Linked DNA regions of Mus musculus: region 1 is linked to region 2. The links are chromatin contacts, called in public Micro-C maps. All regions are on one chromosome and are shown on one strand. The core of a region is the stretch at or near the end of the contact, and the rest is flanking DNA. Distances in the headings are between cores, read along the strand shown. Region 1 holds the start of Gad2 (glutamic acid decarboxylase 2). Region 2 holds the start of 4930412O13Rik (RIKEN cDNA 4930412O13 gene).

Region 1 (4,971 bases), core at 1,842-4,341, about 13 Mb after region 2:
GGTACAGACAGGGTTCCACGGAGAACTGAATAGGCAAACAAGTTCTGTTCAGGTCATGGTTTGGCTCCTGCTACTTAAAAAAATATATATATAATAAAATAAAGCAGAGGGCGCTGATAACTTCTGCGTCCTGGAGTGGTCATAGTCTCCGCAGATCAGCCTCTAAAGCTCCGTGTAGCCAGTACATTTTACAAGTAGGATCCTGTTGTGGACAAGACCGAGGCCCCAAATTCAAGTGCCCCCCTCCCTGCTCCTTCTCTAGAAAGCTCTGCTCCAGTTTGGGGCCAGACAGACAGGACAGAAGAGTCACCCTAACTGTGCCAACCCCACGGAGCGGCAGAACCTGTACCTGGCACCAGAAACCTTAACAGCAGGGCTTACAGACTGATATTGGCGGAGGGGGGCAGGAGTTCGGGTGTCCGCGCTGGCTTTGCTTCCTGGGCACTACAGCCCCACCTGAAGCAGGTGCGTTAGGGAGGAGTTGGGCTCTGCAGCTTGCCAGATTTTAATTCTGGCTTCCAGCGGAGGACCCTGCACCCCACGGTCCTCGCAAGAGTGTCTGGGAAGGTTTATTCGGTTGCTGAGTAGAGACGCAACAGACAGATCTACCTCAGCCCCTGCACCTTGGCTTGATAAGGCTGGAAAAGGAAGATTGCAACGTCGTGGTTGTTTCCAAACCCTTTTTCTATCTAGCCTTTTTCAGTCTCTCAACATTTAAGCAGCAAAAGAACTCGAGAGAGAAAACTTGTACTAAATATCCTTCTTTGACCGGCCCTCTCCTCTCCCCACTACGGGGATTTCTGGGTGGCTCACAGTGGACAAGGAATAGGTAATCCCACCAAACCTTGAGGTGGGCTAAACTGGAGATTTTGGTATGGGTCTCCTACTGTAAAGAGAAAGCCTTCCGGGCTAACGGTATTCCTTTCGCAGTCTACTGCCTCCTTTGTGAACTAATGACTGTAATTATTACCTCCCAGAGCTCTTTTGTTATCAACAACCCGGAGCCAGAGGGGGGTGGGGGATGGGCCCTTTGGGAAAAGGGAAAAAAATTTACAAAGCAAATTGCTGTCTACGAAGGGTTGGTTTTTTAAAAAGACAAACCCAATTCCAGCCTGCATTCGAAGTGGGGAGTGGCAAAATTTTTTTTCAAAGTATGATAAGATTTTAAAAATACTCAGAGCTGTGGGATTCAATTGCATTTCCACAGTATCGCTTTAAGTTACTATTTTTGACGAAGTAAAATTCAGATGTTGAAAATCTGTATCTCTTGTTTTCATCCATTTCTTCCTTGGAAGGTGTGTGTGTGTGTGTGTGTGTGTGTGTGTGTGTGTGTGTGTGTGTGTGTGTGTGTTTAAGAACCTTTTTTTTTTATTTCCGACCACTCATCCATGGTAAAAAGCTTCAACCCCAGCCAGCTGGCTTGAAGAGAATTATTTTGCAGGATTTAGTATGGATTTAAACAAAGACTCAGGCTCTCCAAGTCTTGTTGGCAAGGCTGGGCGGAAGCGCCCTTTCCAGGAGCTGTTACCTCTGCCAGCTGAAGCCACCAGGCCTGGAGGACCCTAAAGACTTACTAAGTTGAGGCCTAGGGTCAAGGTGACTGCCTTCCCTTAGAGACACGCCTTGGGTAGCACCTCAGCAGTGCCAATCTCACCGCCCTCCCCCTCCCCACCTCGGGCCACTCACCGGACCTCAGTGGGCATCCTCTAGCTAGATCCTCCCTGGCCCCCCTGGATTCTGGAAACCTTGGGAAGAAGATAAAGCTTTGTGGAGAGAATGCACTTGGTCATCTGCAGTTATTCGAGGTCTCCGGATCCCTAACAAAATAAGTGATCCTGGTCACCAAGACTAAAGGTCCCAGGGTTTCTCCTCCGGCAACAGCTTTGGTGACTCATTTGAAAAACTCAAAGAAGGAATAAAGGACTATGGAGAGCAGGGAAGCTGCAGTCCCTCGCTCGGAGAGAAGGAAAGGAGATCGGGAACGGTTTAAAGCAGCACTTTCCTGCAAGTCTTTCTTGAGCTCTCTGTAAGCCTGGAACTATGGGTTTAGTATAGGCAAGAGGAAACGGAAGCGGAGCCAGAGGGCCCCAAATCTTCCTCAAGGCGCCGTCCCTGCATTTAAGAGCCTTTGGGAAAAGGGAAACAGAAAGGATTTTTTCATTCCTTTATTAGAAAACACAAACGAAACTACTTCTTTCTGGGCTGGGAAATTGCCACTGTTGTGTTCCTAGGCACCTGCTGATGGCAAGAACTCCTCTTGGGAAGGGACGAGGTCAGTGGGTTGAGTATCCCTGAAAAGATGGGAGTGCCTTTTCCTGGGATTTGGAAAAACTGATTCGCTTACTTTGAGACTCCCTGAATCCTGTGTATGTGTCAGCTCTCACCCACTCCAAGAAGTTTCTGTTCGTTTTATTTATTTAATTTTTCTCAGCCTGAGGTCCTCAGTGATAGATTCCAGCGTGGATTTTAATTGCTTCAATCAGCAGCCTTTCTCTTCAGCCGTCAGTCAAAACCTGGACGATGGGTCTGGGGACCCAGGCATGACTGCACAGAAACCGTACGACCCCCACCCCCACCCCCCAGGCTGGCTCAGCTCAGCAGGCAGACATTAGGCTCTGCTAAGGAGATGAAATGAGTTCGTTGGTGTGGAAGCGGTCCACCTTCCTCCCTCCTTGGTTCCTTCCCCAAGCTTTGGAGCTCTTCCTGATTGAGGCCAGGTGGCCTGGGCTCTTGAGGTCACAGCGACCTCAGCACTGGTTTGGAGGAAGGCGGGCGCGAGAACCACTTTTGCTCGGCAGCAGCCAGAGACAGCCCTCAAACAATGAGCCAATCGATGCACACGTGAAATTGCCCTCGGCCACCATTCCAATCTTGCCAAGGTCTCCCTGTCCCTGGGGTCACCTAGGCCAGCGTGCTGAGGGCTGTGGTAGCACCCTGGACAGCGCGTTCCGGCAGAAGCAGACCTGGAGCGCCTGTGGCTGGGTCAGCACTACGCAGGCACGCCTCCCTCCCCCGCATCTGACTCGCACCTCACGACCCAGCGCCTCCATTTCCCTTCCGTCACTCTCTCATCTCCCCACCAAGCTCCCTCTCCCTAAAAATCTCTTGGGCCCTTTCCACTTTCCAATCTCCAGACTGCGAGGATCACGGCTACTCCCCCCATTTAACCTCGGCGGCGCAGAGCACAGCAGCGCGTCCCTGCGCCCTGACTGGAACATACAAACACGCACGAGCACTGGCATACGCAGACAGCACGTTTCCTGTCCCTGTGTGACACCCACCCTCGTCGCGCTGCCGCTCCAGCCCTCGCGCGGTGCCCTTCTCCCGCCACACGTACTCGCACACGCACGCACTCTCGTGCAGGGTCGAGGCAAAGGCAGCTTGCCACAGCCACTTGGAGGCGACCAGCGCCAGTCTAGCAGAACCCATGGCGTCTCCTGGCTCCGGCTTTTGGTCCTTCGGATCTGAAGATGGCTCTGCGGATCCTGAGAACCCGGGCACAGGTAGGAAAATCAGGACCTGCAGCGGGAGAGCTTTGTGGGTGGTTTAGGGTTTGCAGGGCTAGGCTGATCATCAAAGCTTTGACATCTGCAACAGGAAACTTATTCGGGCGCTTCGCCCGGCTCTCTGGGTTAAGTCCGTAACTGTGTGAGAACACCAACCCCCCCCCCCACCCAGTCCTTTGTCCCCCAGGGAAAAAGCCCAGGGTTGTCTAGGCCCCTTCCCCTAAACATAGGCTCCTGAAAGACTGCAGCGTCTGCGGGAGTCAGAAATCAAAGATCTAGGCTTTGCCTCGGGACGTCTAGACCCTGGGCAGGGAAAGACAAAATGGGAGCAGGAAAGAGTTTGGGGTCTGAAAGGCAAGCGCGGTGAGAAACAAACAGCCTCGGGTTTAGGAAAGGCAGCCCAGGTGAGGGCAGGGAGAGTCTGGAAACCCGAGAACCTGGCGAACAAAGTGCAAAGGGCGGCGTTGTGAGCTGCTTTCTTTCTGGGACACCGCAAGGAAAGGGCTGGCCCCGGCGTCAGATTCCCTCGGACTCCCCCACCTGCTGAAAGCAGAGTCGCTAGCTGGTGGCTGCTTCGAGTTTGGCGCCGGGCCCCCAGACTCTGGACTTAAAGACCTGGTTCACTTGGAACGAAAATTCTCACTCGCCCGTCTGTTTTCTTTCCGATTCGCTTTTCCCTGCCTGGCGATTGCAGCGAGAGCGTGGTGCCAGGTGGCCCAAAAGTTCACGGGCGGCATCGGAAACAAGCTGTGCGGTGAGTGGTGGCACTGAATGGGAGAAGGGCTGGCAAGGTCGGGGGCCCGCGGCTGGCGGGAGCAAAGTCGTGGGCTCCCCTCTGAGCCTGCAGCCTAGGTTGGACGAATCCCTGGGTTGCCGGGTGGGTGGGGATGTAGGAGCGGAGACTACCGCCAGCTGACTCAGGTCCCGCGTTCCGTGTCTTTGTCCAGCTCTGCTCTATGGAGACTCCGGGAAGCCAGCGGAGGGCGGCGGGAGCGTGACCTCGCGGGCCGCCACCGGGAAGGTCGCCTGCACCTGCGACCAAAAACCCTGCAACTGCCCCAAAGGGGATGTCAACTACGCGTTTCTGCACGCAACAGGTAAATGGGCCGGCTGGCCAGGACCACGCTCCACCCCGCAGACATCTGACCCTCCAAATGGATGTCGGGGTGAGGATTCTGAGGATCTTCCACAGAATTGAAAGGACGTGGGGTTTGTGGGCTGGAGGGCACCGAGGCCCTGGCCTTCCCCAACCAGAATCAGTGGCCAAGCGCCCTGCACTGCGCAGCCTCGATAGTTGGAGGTGGCAGTGTGTACCTTGGTAGGCTTCTTGGTGCTGCCCAAGCCTCTGAGTAGCACAAATTTCCAAAATACCCTACAAAGTAGTTCAAGTAGTTCGGAATTGCAGGGATTTTTAGGTGTTCGACTGGATCCAAAGTAGTTTGTAACCGTGATTTCAACAAGGAAC
Region 2 (4,737 bases), core at 1,420-3,919:
GCAGCTCAGTGTTCGCAGACAGCTGTGGCGCGACGCAACTTAAGGAGGTTCTAGTGTCATCCGCGCCGAGGGGGAGGAGCCTGGCGCTGGCAGGAGGGGACACGATCCTCAGCACAAGGAAACTGCAACCCAAACCCGCTCCAGGACTTCACCTCCACCCCCATCCCATCCCCCCCACCCACCCCGGCACACCGCCGCCCCTCCTCCCGCCCCTCTACTGACCGGAAAGGGGCGCCGCCAAGGGCCGCCTAGGGCAGAGGGGCCGCGGGCAGGGTGGGCGAGGCCCGCCCGGGCTTGGGGCAGAGGGGACAGGCAGGAGGGAATTCGCTCTCTGGCCCTTTAAATGTAGCAAAGCCGATTCATTCGGGCTCAGTAGATTATTCCGTACGAGTGAAACCCGGCTGCCCCATTCATAAAGCTAATTTCCATAAGCAGACTTTTCGATACTTTTTTAAAAATGAGCAAACTTTTAAATTAGGATTCAAGCCAGAACGTTTTTCAGTTTATATCAGCTTAGGGGCTATGTGCATGTAAAACAGATTAGAAAAGTTTCATGGCGAAGTAACTGAAGATTTGCCTCCGAACCAGCTTTCCGGGAGGCTGCTGAATCGCGCGGAGGACCTGGGCTTTGATTCGGACGCCCGCGTTATTGTTATGGTCTCTGCTTGCTTTCCCAAACCTCTCCAGAACGAACAGCGTCAGCTGTTGCAGCTGTCTTTTTCGGATCTAATGATATCATCAATGTGTGCTTTTGACCTTAGTGACAACGCGATGCATAAAAAGCTGGCTTAGCGAGACCTAGGCTCACTGGTCCCCGAAGTACCGTGTACAACTAACTTGATCTTTGCTGCGATAGCCTAACTTTTCTCTTCGCCTAGCTCGGGGTGCTACTTTATTCTGCTTTCACCCGAGGAAAACGGTCCCCTCTATAATATCCAACCCTGACCTCCGGGGTGGACCCAGCCGCAACTTCCCTGGACATTTTGGGTCTCTGGGACAGGGTCTGGTGGGAGGGCCGCAAGCTGACACAGGAGAGAGGCTGGAAGACGCCCAGTAGAGAGGCTGGGCGGACGAGGGCGGGGCCATTTGTAAGGACCAATCATCGGGAGATACCACGACCGGGCCGCAGTCGCCCCGCCCCACGGGCTCCAACCTCTGCGGCCCTGTTCCGTCCTTTGAGTCACTGCATCCCCTAGTGGCGTTGAGGTTTCTGCAGCCTGGGTCCAGAAAACACTGCCCGGATGAGCAAGGTCCGAAAGAGACTTCGGGTGCACCCCAGGGCAGTGTAAGAGGTGTTCCCATTCCACCCTCCAGGGCAGAGAGCTTGGCTTTAGAGGGTTACTGGAACTGAAGGCGTCATCCCCTCTTCATTTCTTTACCCCATAATATTTCCCACTTATTCAAAACTTGGATTCCCGACAAGCCCTTTCTTAAAAGTTCCAAGTAACTTCTTCTATTCTACTGTGGAGAAAAGCCATCAATATCTACCTTGAAGCCAGTGGAGTGCGGGGAGAGGGAAGGTGCGTTCTTTTTACAATACAACCCTTGAAGAAGACAAAATTTATTTAGAAATGTGCCCTGCGGGCTTGGGTTTGGAGCTTCTCCTGACACCCCCCCCCCTTTTACATCTGATCTTTGACTGAAATCAAGGCTGAATTTCTAAATACAAATTACGAAGATACCTTTTTTTTAAAAACGAGTCTTCCCTCCCTTCTGAGTTCACCCTGCACCCCTTGGTCCCACGTTTATGAGGGCGGCCCAGTCTTAGAATATCGATTTTTTTACTTTCACTCTTTGACCAACCCATCTCTCCTGGGCCAATCAAGCTGCCAGCATCTCTTCCAGCTCACGGCGCTCTCAAAACCTTTTAATTATTTAGTTGCTGTCTAACATTCACCGGAAACCATTCCATAAACAAGCAGAGAAGACCGCACACACATTTTTGCTAAAAGGCCCGGGATTAAGATCTAGAATGAGAGTTTAAAAGGGAAAAATACTATTGCTGTATCACTCATGAGTTGTATAAGGCATCAGTCAGCCAGTCCCTAGTTCACAGCTTCGAGAAAAGTCTCGAGTAAGCATATCTCTTTGGTCCCGGGCACCGAGATGTAGATGATAATAATAATAATTTTTTTAATGCGCAAAAGAAATCCTTCTGGAGACAAGAAAGAAAGCTGCTGACGCCAAGAACTGAACATGTTAGTCTATACGGCTTAGAACGTATTTTTAAAGACTGAAAAAGAATATACTTCTGAAAAGGATGGCTTCCCTAGTAGGGGCGCCTCTCTAATAGATGTAGTAGTGGGGATGGAGAGGATTATTCGTCTTAATTCAATCACCAGAGGAGCTAGACTGGATGCAAAGACACTCCCCTCCCTTGGAAAAACAAAATATCTAATAGGCCCCTCCAGGTCTGAGGTAGTTTAGGGTTGGCAGAGAGGGGTAGGGGGCCTGAGGCTAGGCGCCCCGGGCACTGGATCCAGCCTGTAGGGGGTATTTAACATGTAATTCCCAGCCGGTCCGCCCCTGTTCCCGGACTGACAGTGGGTAATTGGGAAAGAGGACGTTGCTCTTTTGATGGCCCGCGCCGGCCAGTCTCGCCGACGCCACACTGGGTTTGACGTCACGGGCCGGCCCCAGAGTCAGAAACACAGAGCAGGGGAGGGGGAGGGAAAAAGAGAGGAGGGGGATACCGGAGAGGGAGGGCCGAGGTCGGCTCCGAGACCCACCGGGAAGAAGGGGGAAGGGATCGAGTCCGGAGAGGCTGCGGCGCGTGGCCTGAGGCGGAGAGCTGGACTCCGGGGGTCTGGGCCAGGACAGGCGCCGGTCTGACCCGCCTTGCTCGCAAATGCAGGCCGGGCTTCCTCTTCCCTTGGCGGGTGGTGGGGGAGGGGAGGGGGCTTGAGGCCGGAGGGAAAGGTGGTCCCAATCCTTCAGTTCCAGAGAGCTACAAAGCTGATCCGGGCCTCGTTAAGGGACGTCTGGGTGCCCCCTTAAAGACCTGGGGTGCCACCACCACCACAACCCCAAGGCACACCGGGTCTGGCTCGGTGTACCGCATTCCCCTTCTTCCCCTGGAGCATCTGGCGGAGCTGGGGGAAAGGCAAGAGAAAGCCATCAAGGAGAATGCTGTTGCCGCTGCTGCCTGGAGTCTTTGGCTCCTGCAGTTCATGAGGCCTCTCTCTATAGGGTAAGGGGCTGACGAACGCTACGGTTCCCTGGGGACTCAGCATCTGGAGCGGAGCAGGCAAAGGCTCAGCTAGAACCGGGATCTGGGGCTGTTGTACTTGGATAGCCGGAGTCAATTTGGCCTATCTGAAAACCCAGGCCTTGAGGCTGCTGCTGGAGGCGTCAAGTTGAGCAGGGTATGTGTGCCCTCTTGGGGAAAGGGTAAGAAATGGATCTGACTTACTCTATGCGTGGAGTAAGCTGAGACACCCCTCACCCCCCTACACACACACACACACACACACACACACACACACACACACTTGCCCATCCTCAGGTCCCTCCCACTCGCCTTCACTAGGGCGACCCCATCCCTCTAGAAGTAGACACAACCGGTCCCCTTCAGAATTTGGAAGCCCTGATTGAAAAAAAAGGTTTAGCGAGTGATTGGGCCTCATCACTTGGGGCCATGGACCCAGAAGGTAGAAATCCACCCAGAGTCAACAACCCGAACCTGACTCCGAGAGAGACCAGGCGAGCTCCGCGGGGCCGAGATGCGAAAAGATGCTACTTTGGGGGTCGCGGGGGTGGGGGGGTTGTTGAGCGCAGCCCTCCAGAGAGTGACCTGCAAAGCCAAACCCCGGGGGTCGAAGTACTATAGTTACTAATCCTGGGCAGGGGTAGAAAGCGTGCCTCGGAATGCCTAGGGCTGTCATTTGAGCGTGTTTACTTAGGGACTTTGCACGCCGAGCGCAAGCGGAATAGTAGGATTCTCCTAGAGGCAGCAAATGTTTGCAGGCTGGAAAACGAAGCGGAGCGGGGCGTGCTGCCTTGTCCCTCCTCCCGGAGCCAAGGCGCCGGCCTGGGCGGATCTGATGGCGCGGTTACCGACTGAAGTGAAGCCCGGAACCTGAAGGGCTGGGAGGTCGGGGAGAAAGCAGAGCAGCACCGAAGGCCAGAAATTAAATTCACAGCCCGGGACCCCGACGACCCAAGGACTAGGGAAAAAGTCACTTCCCATTCCAGCTCGATCAATCTTCCTTCCATGCGATTGATTAATAGAAAACGAAGTGAAAAGACCGTGGTCGCTGTGCGTCTGGGAAGGAAGCGAAGGGCAGAGGTATCCAGGCCGGCGCCGGTACCCCCTTACCACCGGTTCACAACCCGGAGGTCTACATCGCCTCGGACTAGGGAAGCGGGGCGGTGGCGAGAACCCAGGGAGACCGCGCGGGACCTTTAATTGGGTGTATCCGTTTTAACAGTGGCCATTGTTGAAGCAATTAGCGAGAGACAATAACCACCGAGATGCGTTTAATTCGATTCCGTGCACGCTGCAATCCCCGCCCGGGCTCTGCGATATGCAGGCCTGGGATAACCCGGAGGGTCTGGTTGTGAAGGTACGGGTTGGGTTCCTTGATCATTTTGTCTTAGGCATGGAAGTTGTAAAAGAAAGGCGGGAGGGGGAGCTAGATCTGCCCCCAAGCAAGCCACGGTAGGAGACTCATCCTTGGTCATCCCCCGGACCACTGTTCTTTCTTGGAGCATGGGTTGGAGCTGCGGCCGCCTGGT

The links. Hi-C and Micro-C count contacts between places; a contact is called where the count stands out from the background.
Region 1: a contact with region 2 is called in a Micro-C map of embryonic stem cells, with 18 times the contacts expected there. The contact joins the promoter of Gad2 here to the promoter of 4930412O13Rik in region 2. A contact is called at or near these places in 2 of 39 promoter capture datasets (hippocampal neurons and second pharyngeal arch cranial neural crest) and 2 of 484 Hi-C or Micro-C datasets (both in embryonic stem cells).

The regions. Positions count from the first base shown.
Region 1 is chr2:22,619,236-22,624,206 of GRCm38.p6, forward strand. Gad2 (glutamic acid decarboxylase 2) reads left to right here and starts at 3,092. Exons shown (of 16, transcript NM_008078.2): 1 at 3,092-3,503; 2 at 4,201-4,260; 3 at 4,454-4,603. The coding sequence starts at 3,428.
Region 2 is chr2:9,878,577-9,883,313 of GRCm38.p6, forward strand. It overlaps 4930412O13Rik (RIKEN cDNA 4930412O13 gene), which reads left to right and starts at 2,670. Exons shown (of 5, transcript NR_024257.1): 1 at 2,670-3,103; 2 at 3,190-3,365; 3 at 3,967-4,288; 4 at 4,431-4,565. It overlaps Gata3 (GATA binding protein 3), which reads right to left and starts at 24. Exons shown (of 6, transcript NM_008091.3): 1 at 1-24. It overlaps 9230102O04Rik (RIKEN cDNA 9230102O04 gene), which reads right to left. Exons shown (of 4, transcript NR_040511.1): 4 at 4,465-4,737.